Regions from separate parts of the Pan troglodytes genome. Here region 2 is linked to region 1. The links are chromatin contacts, called in public HiChIP or PLAC-seq maps. All regions are on one chromosome and are shown on one strand. Each heading gives the region's core, a stretch centred on a gene start, on an enhancer-like site or on the middle of the called end of the contact. The rest is flanking DNA. Distances are from core to core; before and after follow the strand shown. Region 1 holds the start of THNSL2 (threonine synthase like 2). Region 2 holds the start of CD8A (CD8 subunit alpha).

Region 1 (4,195 bases), core at 511-3,010:
CTCTGCCAGGGTGGGAGGGGATCCCCTGCCCTCTAAGGGCAAAGCCACCCAAAGCTCTCTACCTACATGAGGCATATGAGCACTGACCTGGAGGAATTCTCATTTCCTAGTCTGTGGCTCTGACATCTGTGGGCCCCAGTGCAAGTCTCACGTGGGCTGCCACGTGCCACTCTCTTAACTACAAATATTAAGTGTATCTCACTTAGAGACAGAGACAAACTTGATCATACAAACCATGAATCTTTTGAAAGTGATTATGCTGGGACAATGGTATAAGCCAGAACTCTCTCTCTGGCAACCTAGGATACAAGGTCACTCCGTATGGGAGTCCATGTCAAAGAGATGAAATATGGGTAACTCCAAAAGTTAACTGCAGTGGATAAGCAAAGCAGGCAGTATTTCACAAAACAGAACCAGGGTCGGGGGGCAGGTGCTAGCGTGCCCTCAATAAAGAGAGGAATTTCTGCAATTCTGTGGTAAGAGTTAGAGCCAACGCAAACTGCCCAAGACCGTGGAGTAACAGAAAGGCCTTCATAGGACCAGACTTAAACGCTACGACTGAGCTGCCAAAGAAACCATCGCAGGAGTGAGGGCAGGAGCGAGCAAGGCAGTAAGGTACAGCAAAAGAAAATATTTTTCAAATGCCCTTCCCTGGGTGGAAGGAATATCACACCTGGGGCACTGGGAAGGAGGATATGGAACAACTGTCCAGGAACAGAGGACAGAGGGGCTGGCACGGGGCTCTGAGCAGGTCATGGAAGGAGCTGGCCTGATTAGCACATACCCATGCCCCTCACGCAACAGGACTGTCCCTGTTCTGTCCAATGCCTTCCAGGGGCAGCATTCCCAGGCCAATTCAGCAAAGCTAAAGAGAAATACACATGGTTGGGTTCAAGGTAAGCCAGAGGCGGAAATAGCAACCACAGGAGGTGGTGAAGTTGAGGAAGAAAATCAAGTGCTGTTGTTGGGCTGCTCTATGAGGGCTCCAAGCATGGGATGGAGACCCGGACTACGTGTCCCCTGGGATTTTATATTCTAATAATTTTCCCTTGCCACTCCTCTGGACCCTATTCCAGAGTAGAGAAGGTCAGAAAAACTCTGACCAATAACCAGGATAAATAAATATGGAAAATAGGAGTAGCCCGAAGGCTGGGAACAAGAAGGTGGGTAGACAGGCGCTCCTCAGGGAGGTGGAGGGGTTTTGTGAGAAGGGGTGGGACAGGGCGGAGACTCGGACCCCAGGAGCCGACGGCAACCCTAGGGGTGGAGGCAGACCCCGGGCTCTCTGAGGCTACCGGTGCCAGTCATCCCGCCAAGGAGGGCGGCCTAAATCCTCAAGGGACTCGCAGGCGCCTGAGATTCCACTCCCAGCCCCTGAAAACACCACGGACTTCAGTTTCGGGGTTCTCCAAGGACTGCTCAAATCCCGCAGAAAACGCAAAGCATCAGAAACCCCCCGCACCACCCTCCCAAGTTCCTCAAGTCCGAGCGCCGGAACCAAAGGTTCCAGAAACGGGCGGGGCGACGGACGTGGGCCTGCGGGAATCAGGGCCGAACGGAGCCGCGAGAGCGTCCGGAGCTCAGAAATCTCGCCTGCGACGACCCCGGGAGGGCGGCGAGGTTGGCGCGCGTTACCGGTGCGGGGCGCGGGGCGCGGGACGCGGGACGCGGGACGGGAGGCCCGGTGCGCAGCAGGGCTGCCCGGGCTGCGAATGTGCGCACTCCCGAGTCCGCGTCCCTGACGGTGGGGTGGGGCTTCCGGTCGGGGCCGGAGCTAGGGTTCTCAGCTTCGCAGTGGGAAGGACCTGGGGATGGGGCGGGGGGCGGAGGACGGAGGACGGAGGACAGAGGACAGAGGAGAGTGCGTGAGCAGCGGTGCGCGATCCCGGAAGCATCACGAGGGGGAAGCCCTGTGCCCCTCCCGCGGCTCTTTTTTTTTTTTTTTTTTTTTTTTTTTTTTTTTTGAGACGGAGTCTCGCTCTGTCGCCCAGGCTGGAGTGCAGTGGCGCGGTCTCGGCTCACCGCAAATTCCGCCTCTCAGGTTCACGCTATTCTCCTGCCTCGGCCTCCCGAGTAGCTGGTACTACTGGCGCCCGCCACCACGCCCGACTAATTTTTTGTATTTTTAGTAGAGACGGGGTTTCATCGTGTTAGCCAGGATGGTCTCGATCTCCTGACCTCGTGATCCGCCCTCCTCGGCCTCCCAAAGTGTTAGGATTACAGGCGTGAGCCACCGCGCCCAGCCCCGCGGCCCATTTTTTAAGGCGCTTTAGTAAACGCTTTATTGACGTTCAGCCTCGGAATCTTCGCTGCAGGGTTGTGAGCCCCACAGAACCTCATTTTTCAGTTTAGAAAATGGACAGCAAGGTGTGAAGAAGAAAGGCCCTGCGTTCCTTTAAGATTCTTGTCTCTTGTCTGCAGCATCAGAGAGCTGGAGAGCATGAGAGCCTTGCTTCTCAAGCTGCGGTTAGTATGTTAGGACTTCAGAACTCACCAGATAGGTGACATCAGCTCCACTCCAAAAATTCTTTATAAAAAATTTTCAGTGGTTTTGGGAGGTATGAAAATTCTTCATATTTTTTGAGAAACACTTTTTATTAAGCATAGGTCTATTCTAGGATAAAAGCCCGTCACCCCCATTCATTCTTTTAAGAGAAAAAAATGGCAAGAACTTCAAGGAAAAACAAAACAGCAACAACAAAAACTCCCTCTAGATATGCCCAAATGCCCCTGGATTCACATTGAGCTCTTGGGGCCCATCCCACTGAAGCAAAATTAGAGGAGGTAGACCAGAGAGGTTCGGGCAAAGGTTTAGTCCTGGGTAGGCCGGGTCACTCTGGCAGTCCCAGCTGGGCCTCCAGTGGCCCTCTGATGTTGCCTGTTCCCCCCTCTTTCTTCCTCCTATCTCTGACATCCTCCTACACTTGCGGTTTCTGCTTACTCAACTTACCTGTTCTCCAAAATTCAGCCCATACACGGTGCCCACTTGACATAGCCACACAGGTTCATGCAGCTACCATGGACTGACCCTAGTCTGGGTGGGTCTCAGATTCTGGAAAGAGAGGGAGAGACTGGTCACTGCTCAGCTAATGGGATTGGCCTTCTTGTCCCAAGCTGGGGCTGAGGACTTGTCACAGAGTTCACATAGGGGTCAGAGGGGACATTCCAAGAGAGACGGGTATAGGCCAGGCAGGGACCCCCAAAGGGTTTTCATCCCTTCTATCAGGTGTACTTAATCACTCAGAGGCCAGGGAAACTGAGGCCGATGGCAAAAATAAGATTCAGCAGCGTGTTTTACAGCACTCATGTGTGTTACAGCGTGTGTTACAGACTCAACCAGTAGAGTCTGCATAAGGACAGATGCACCTTCCACGGACCTCTCCCACAAGCCCTCTGCCACACTTACACGGGCCTGCAGGCCTTTGTGATTCTGTGGGCAGGAGGAGTGGCCAGAAGCTCTTCTGTGAATTGTAATTTAACTCCCCAAAAAAGAGAGAAGCAAAACGCTCAGGGAACAACAGGGTTCATTAGGAATCTCTGCCTGGGACATAAAGAACAGTACAGCCGCAGAGAACAGAAACTTCTGCAAGGAAGTTTCTGGCCCATGAGGAAGAAAGAATTCTGAATCGCCAAGCAACAGTAGGGATGTGGAGTTCTCAGAGACTTCTACATGGTATCAACATTTAGTTTTTGTAGGATTAGAAACCGCTTGTTTTTTTCTTTTCAACCTTATTGATTAGAGTGCTTAGCTGTCTATAATGTTGAAGCCAACGATCTTCCAGCCAATGCTGAAGCAGAGCCCTGGGGTCCATGCAGTGCTGTTTCTTCTGTGTGACCCAGGTAGAGCTGTCTTTAGAGAGGCTTCTCCAAAGCTGTACAGGAGAATTTTCCTTTGTCACCATGCACTGGATGTAGGAGTTAGGGACCAGATCCCTTGCTAAGGATTAGGTTAGGGCCTGGACTTCTGGAGAAGAAAGCAACCTGCTAAAAGTCCTCCAGCCTTTGTGCAGGGCAGAGGATAGAACTCAGGCTACTTCTGGTATCCCAGCTGGGCAAAGACAGCAGGGCGGAAGAGAGAGAAGATGACATTCCAAATCAGGACACTATTCTCTCTGAGCGTTTTTGAACTCCTAAATTGATGATACATCATTTTGCCAAATATATGTGGTGGTGGTTTGAGGAAATGGGGTAATAT
Region 2 (4,212 bases), core at 1,382-3,881, 450 kb after region 1:
TGTTTTGTTCTGTTTTCTATTCTCCAAAATATTTTTAACCTAAAAAAGACAGCAAAAGTGAGGCAGAGAGGAATTTAGGGACTTGCTAAAGTCACAAATTCAAAGCACGGCCCAGGCCACCCCCAGCTTCCATTGCTGTGTCTAATCAACCCGGGACTTCAGTAAACAACAACAACAACAACAAACGAGGATTCACATCACCAGGAGAGAAACGGGCTCGGCCTAAGGACTTGGTGGTAGCTGGCAGCAGGACACGCTTCGACTAAGGGGCTCTGGTTCCAAGCACCCCCAGAGCCAGCGCAGGAGAGGACCTTCCAGGTAAACTAAAACCAAGAGCGGAATGAAATCGGTGAATAAGCCAAACGAACCTCAGAGGGACCTTGGCACCCGCACCCCCGCCCCGCACCTTAGTTCTGCGAGCCTTTCCCCGTCTCCAGCGCGGGCAAGGCTGTCAGATCCTCACGCCAACCCTTCTCTGCACCGCGACCTCAGTGTCCTGCGCGGGACATCAGAGGCCGGACGCTCCACCTGCCCCAGGTCACGCCCCGAGCCCCCAAGCCCATCTCCTTCCTGCCGGGTGCTCACCTCTTCCTCCCTGCGGGCCCAGGGCCTTCTTGAGGGGCTGCGGATGCGAATGAGCCAGCGAAGGGCCGCCCGCGGCCCCTCGGCACCTCTGCCCAGCCGTCCCGACCAGGGGACCAGCTCAGCCCCGGTCGGGGCCCCGGCACCCAGGACCGCTCAGGATCTCCAGTCCAGTCCCTTCGCACTTTCTGACGGGGAAGGAGAGTTGGGAGAACGAGACTCTCAAGTCTGGGGACTTCTACCCACCATTAAAGCTTTGACATTCTGGCCATTTCTTTCTTTTTAAAAAATTATTATTTTTTTTTATTTTGAGATGGGAGTCTCGCTCTGTCCCCCAGCCTGGAGTGCAGTGACTCGATCTCCGCTCGCTGCAACTTTCGCCTCCAGGGTTCAAACGATTCTTCTGCCTCAGCCTCCCCAGTAGCTAGGACTACAGGCTTGCGCCATCACGCCCGGCTAGTTTTTTGTTTTTTGTTTTTTGTTTTTTTTTTTTAAGTAGAAACAGGATTTCGCCATGTTGGCCAGGCTGGTCTCGAACTCCTGACCTCAGTTGATCCGACCGCCTCGGCCTCCCAAAGTGTTGGAATTACAGCAGTGAGCCACCGCGCACCAAGCCCGACCCATTCTGGCCATATCTATAGACGGATGCATTGCACAGGAGGCTCAGCACTAATCGGTAGATACTGCGAGATGCTGGGAGGTTAAGGGGCCTACCCGCAAAATCTCTGGCCAATGCCTTGGGCTAGAAATGCCATAATTAGCCGCTTTTTTGATCCCTTGCAAAATGTGAATCCCGCCGCACCTCCACCCCACCCGAGTGGTAATCTCCTAGTGGTAATCTAAGTGAGCCTGTGATAAGATAAGTAGCTCCTGGTGGTGAGGGTGAGAAATTGGGGAGCTGGAGCCCCAGCCAGGGACGAGGCTGTAGGGGCTAGGGCGAAGATGGAGGCTGCTGGGCCCCCAGATGGAAGACGGTAACGTGCACCCGCTTCGTTTTTGCTCGAGGTCAGTCAGGTGCAGACTGAATTCGAAGTCGCTCCCTCCTCCCCTCAACCCCGACCAGGCCAAAACTAAAGCAGCACCGCCCCCTGCTGGGCCGACAGGGCATCAGATTTTGCTGGACGCGGGTGACAGGCGAGATAGGGAGTGTCCCTGCTGCTAGTGCCCCTGCTGCTAGTGCCCCTGCTGCTAGTGCCTAGTTACCTGCAGTACTTAACCTCCCTGGGCCTCAGTTTTTCTTCCTCTGTAAAATAAATGCGCTGGGCCGGATCTTTTCTGAGTTCTCTTCTCCCCTACGAATTCTAGATCCCTCCTCTGTCCTCCTTGCGCCAGGGACCTTCGGGCGACCCTTCCCTGTACCCCCACCCCACCCTCTCTGGACCCCGTTTCTGCCTCAGTACGGCGCGCTGAGCTCTGCCCCCTGCCCAGGCCCTGACCTCCTCAGGAGCCGCGGTTTCCTGGGGTAACAGTGGGAAACGTGTCGGCCGTCTCCGCTCAGGCGCTTGCTGTGTACAGAAAGGTGAATTCATGGGAAAGGTGGCGGAGGGATCCAGGCTCTGGTGGACGCTTTACGGCTCCACCAAGGCTGGCCCCGAGATTTGCGCAGAATGAGCGGCTGAGGATGGAAGGGCTGCAAGATCCGCCGCCTTACTTAGCTGGGACCCGGCCCCACCTCCTCTACAGCCGACCCTGTCTCCACCGGTGCGGTTGGTGCTAGGTTCCCAAACACACTGCTGCCGTTTCTTGTCTGACATCGCGGCCCTGCTCCTGCCTGCCTTCAGCCTGGGCTAGCCCCCTGCCCTTCCCCCAGCTCCCTGCCCCTGCGCCCACCACACTCCTCCTCCGTCTCCTTTAGGCTGATTCAGGCACACCGGCTCTCGTCGCCTTGGTGGCCCTCCCCAGCCCTCCTCCGCGCCTGCTCCGGGTGACGCCCCGCTGGGCTCCTCGTGCGCCTGTCCGCGACCGCACCCACCTCATCCTGGCACCCCCATCGTGGCATCACGTGTTCCCTCATCTGTCCTCATGGCTGGCGTGCCCCTCTGCGGTGAGACCTGCAGAACAGGAATTGGTGCCGGGTCAGTAGCCGGCGATGAAGCCGGGCGAAGCCTGCAAACCCCACCCATACGCCAGCTTCACATAGCTCCTCTCCATTGCACAGCAGCGTGGGGAAGCACCGTTCTCTACCCTCCAAGTAAGAAGCTGACTGTTGGGGCACAGGGGAGATCCTATAGCATGGCTCTGCTTCTGGGCACGCGCAGAAAAATTCCCAAATGAATTTTTTTGTTGTTGTTTGTTTTGTTTTGTTTCTTGTTTGTTTTAAGAGACAGGGTCTTGTTCTATCGCCCAGGCTGGAGTGCAGTGGTGCAATCACGGCTCACTACAGCCTCGACTTCCGGGCTCAAGCGATCCCCCCACCTCAGCCTCCCAAGTAGCTTGGACCATGGACCCGCGCCAGCACGCTGGCTTTTTATTTTATTTTATTTTATTTTTTGAGAGAACCTGATTTCCTTCCAACCAATTGTGCTCTCCCAATTCCAACAACCAAATGAAGCTTCAACGCTTCTTTTTGTTCAGAGGCCTCCTGAGTCCTGTCCTACTCACAGTAAAGGCTCTGGCAAAAACAAAAACAAAAACATCATGGGGCAAAATAAACTGCATCTTAAAAAGGCTCATTTCTCTCTAGGCCTCTCTCCAATTTGTTATCTTGAAACGATTTACCCAAAATAGAAACTTTAAAAAAATAGTGGAAAATTTTCTTTTTGCACAAGATGGTTAATTCTTTTGGGTGCTGGCCTGGGATCCATGAAATAACCTACACTCCACCATAAAGCTTTTCACTCCCATGTTTTGCAAACTGACGACCTTGCTGGGGGCAAGCTCCCCGTGTGACTTTACGAGGGAATTTGAGTGGTGCAAGCCGGAGGATGGGGCCTCACTATGTGGCCCAGGCCGGTCTCCAACTCCTGGTCTCAAGTGATGCTCCCCTCACGGCCTCCCAAAGTGCTGGGATTAGATGTGTGAGCCAACGTGCCCCGCCCAAAGGGCAGTTGACCTCAGCGTCTGAGGTGTGGAGGGAGCAGCTCGTTCCTCTTTTTCCTGCTCTACTGGGAAGGTACAAACCATACTAAGAAATCCTCTTCAGTCTGTCCCTACAAAAAGAGAAAGAGGAGTTGCTGCAGGCCAAGGACAAGGAGGAAGGGAAGAGAGAGCCCTTGACTTCTCCCACTTCTTGACTTTCCTTGCCGTGGTCTTTCCTTCCTTTTTCCAGGTCCACACCTCTCCTTCTATAGTCCTAGAAATGGGTCACCCCCTACAGGAGTCAGAGCCTTCGCCCAGCCCTCATGCTCTGAGGGTAAGTGGGTGGAAACAGACGCCTTCCCTCTCGCAATGTTTCCATCACTGCGTCCTCCACCTTGCACCACTCAGATCCCCTCGGAAAGTCACACGGGGGGCTTGCCACCAACAGGGTCATCACCGTTTGCATAACGTGGGAGTGAAAAGCTTTATGGTCGAGTTGAGGTTATTTCATGGATCCCAGGCCAGCACTCAAAAGAATTAACCAACTTATGCAAAAAGAAAAATTTCCACTGGCTTTGCAAGGTTTCTATTTTGGGTAAACTGTTTTAAGAT

What was found. HiChIP or PLAC-seq counts read pairs in DNA pulled down with a chosen protein or histone mark.
Region 2: a contact with region 1 is called in an H3K4me3 HiChIP or PLAC-seq map of stem cell-derived excitatory neurons, with 5 times the contacts expected there. The contact joins the promoter of CD8A here to the promoter of THNSL2 in region 1. A contact is called at or near these places in 1 of 7 Hi-C or Micro-C datasets (induced pluripotent stem cells) and 1 of 1 datasets of contacts at active chromatin or transcription factors (stem cell-derived excitatory neurons).

Annotation. Positions count from the first base shown.
Region 1 is chr12:35,501,764-35,505,958 of NHGRI_mPanTro3-v2.0_pri, forward strand. It overlaps THNSL2 (threonine synthase like 2), which reads right to left and starts at 1,761. Exons shown (of 8, transcript XM_054678003.2): 1 at 1,636-1,761.
Region 2 is chr12:35,946,584-35,950,795 of NHGRI_mPanTro3-v2.0_pri, forward strand. It overlaps CD8A (CD8 subunit alpha), which reads left to right and starts at 2,632. Exons shown (of 7, transcript XM_054677992.2): 1 at 2,632-2,773.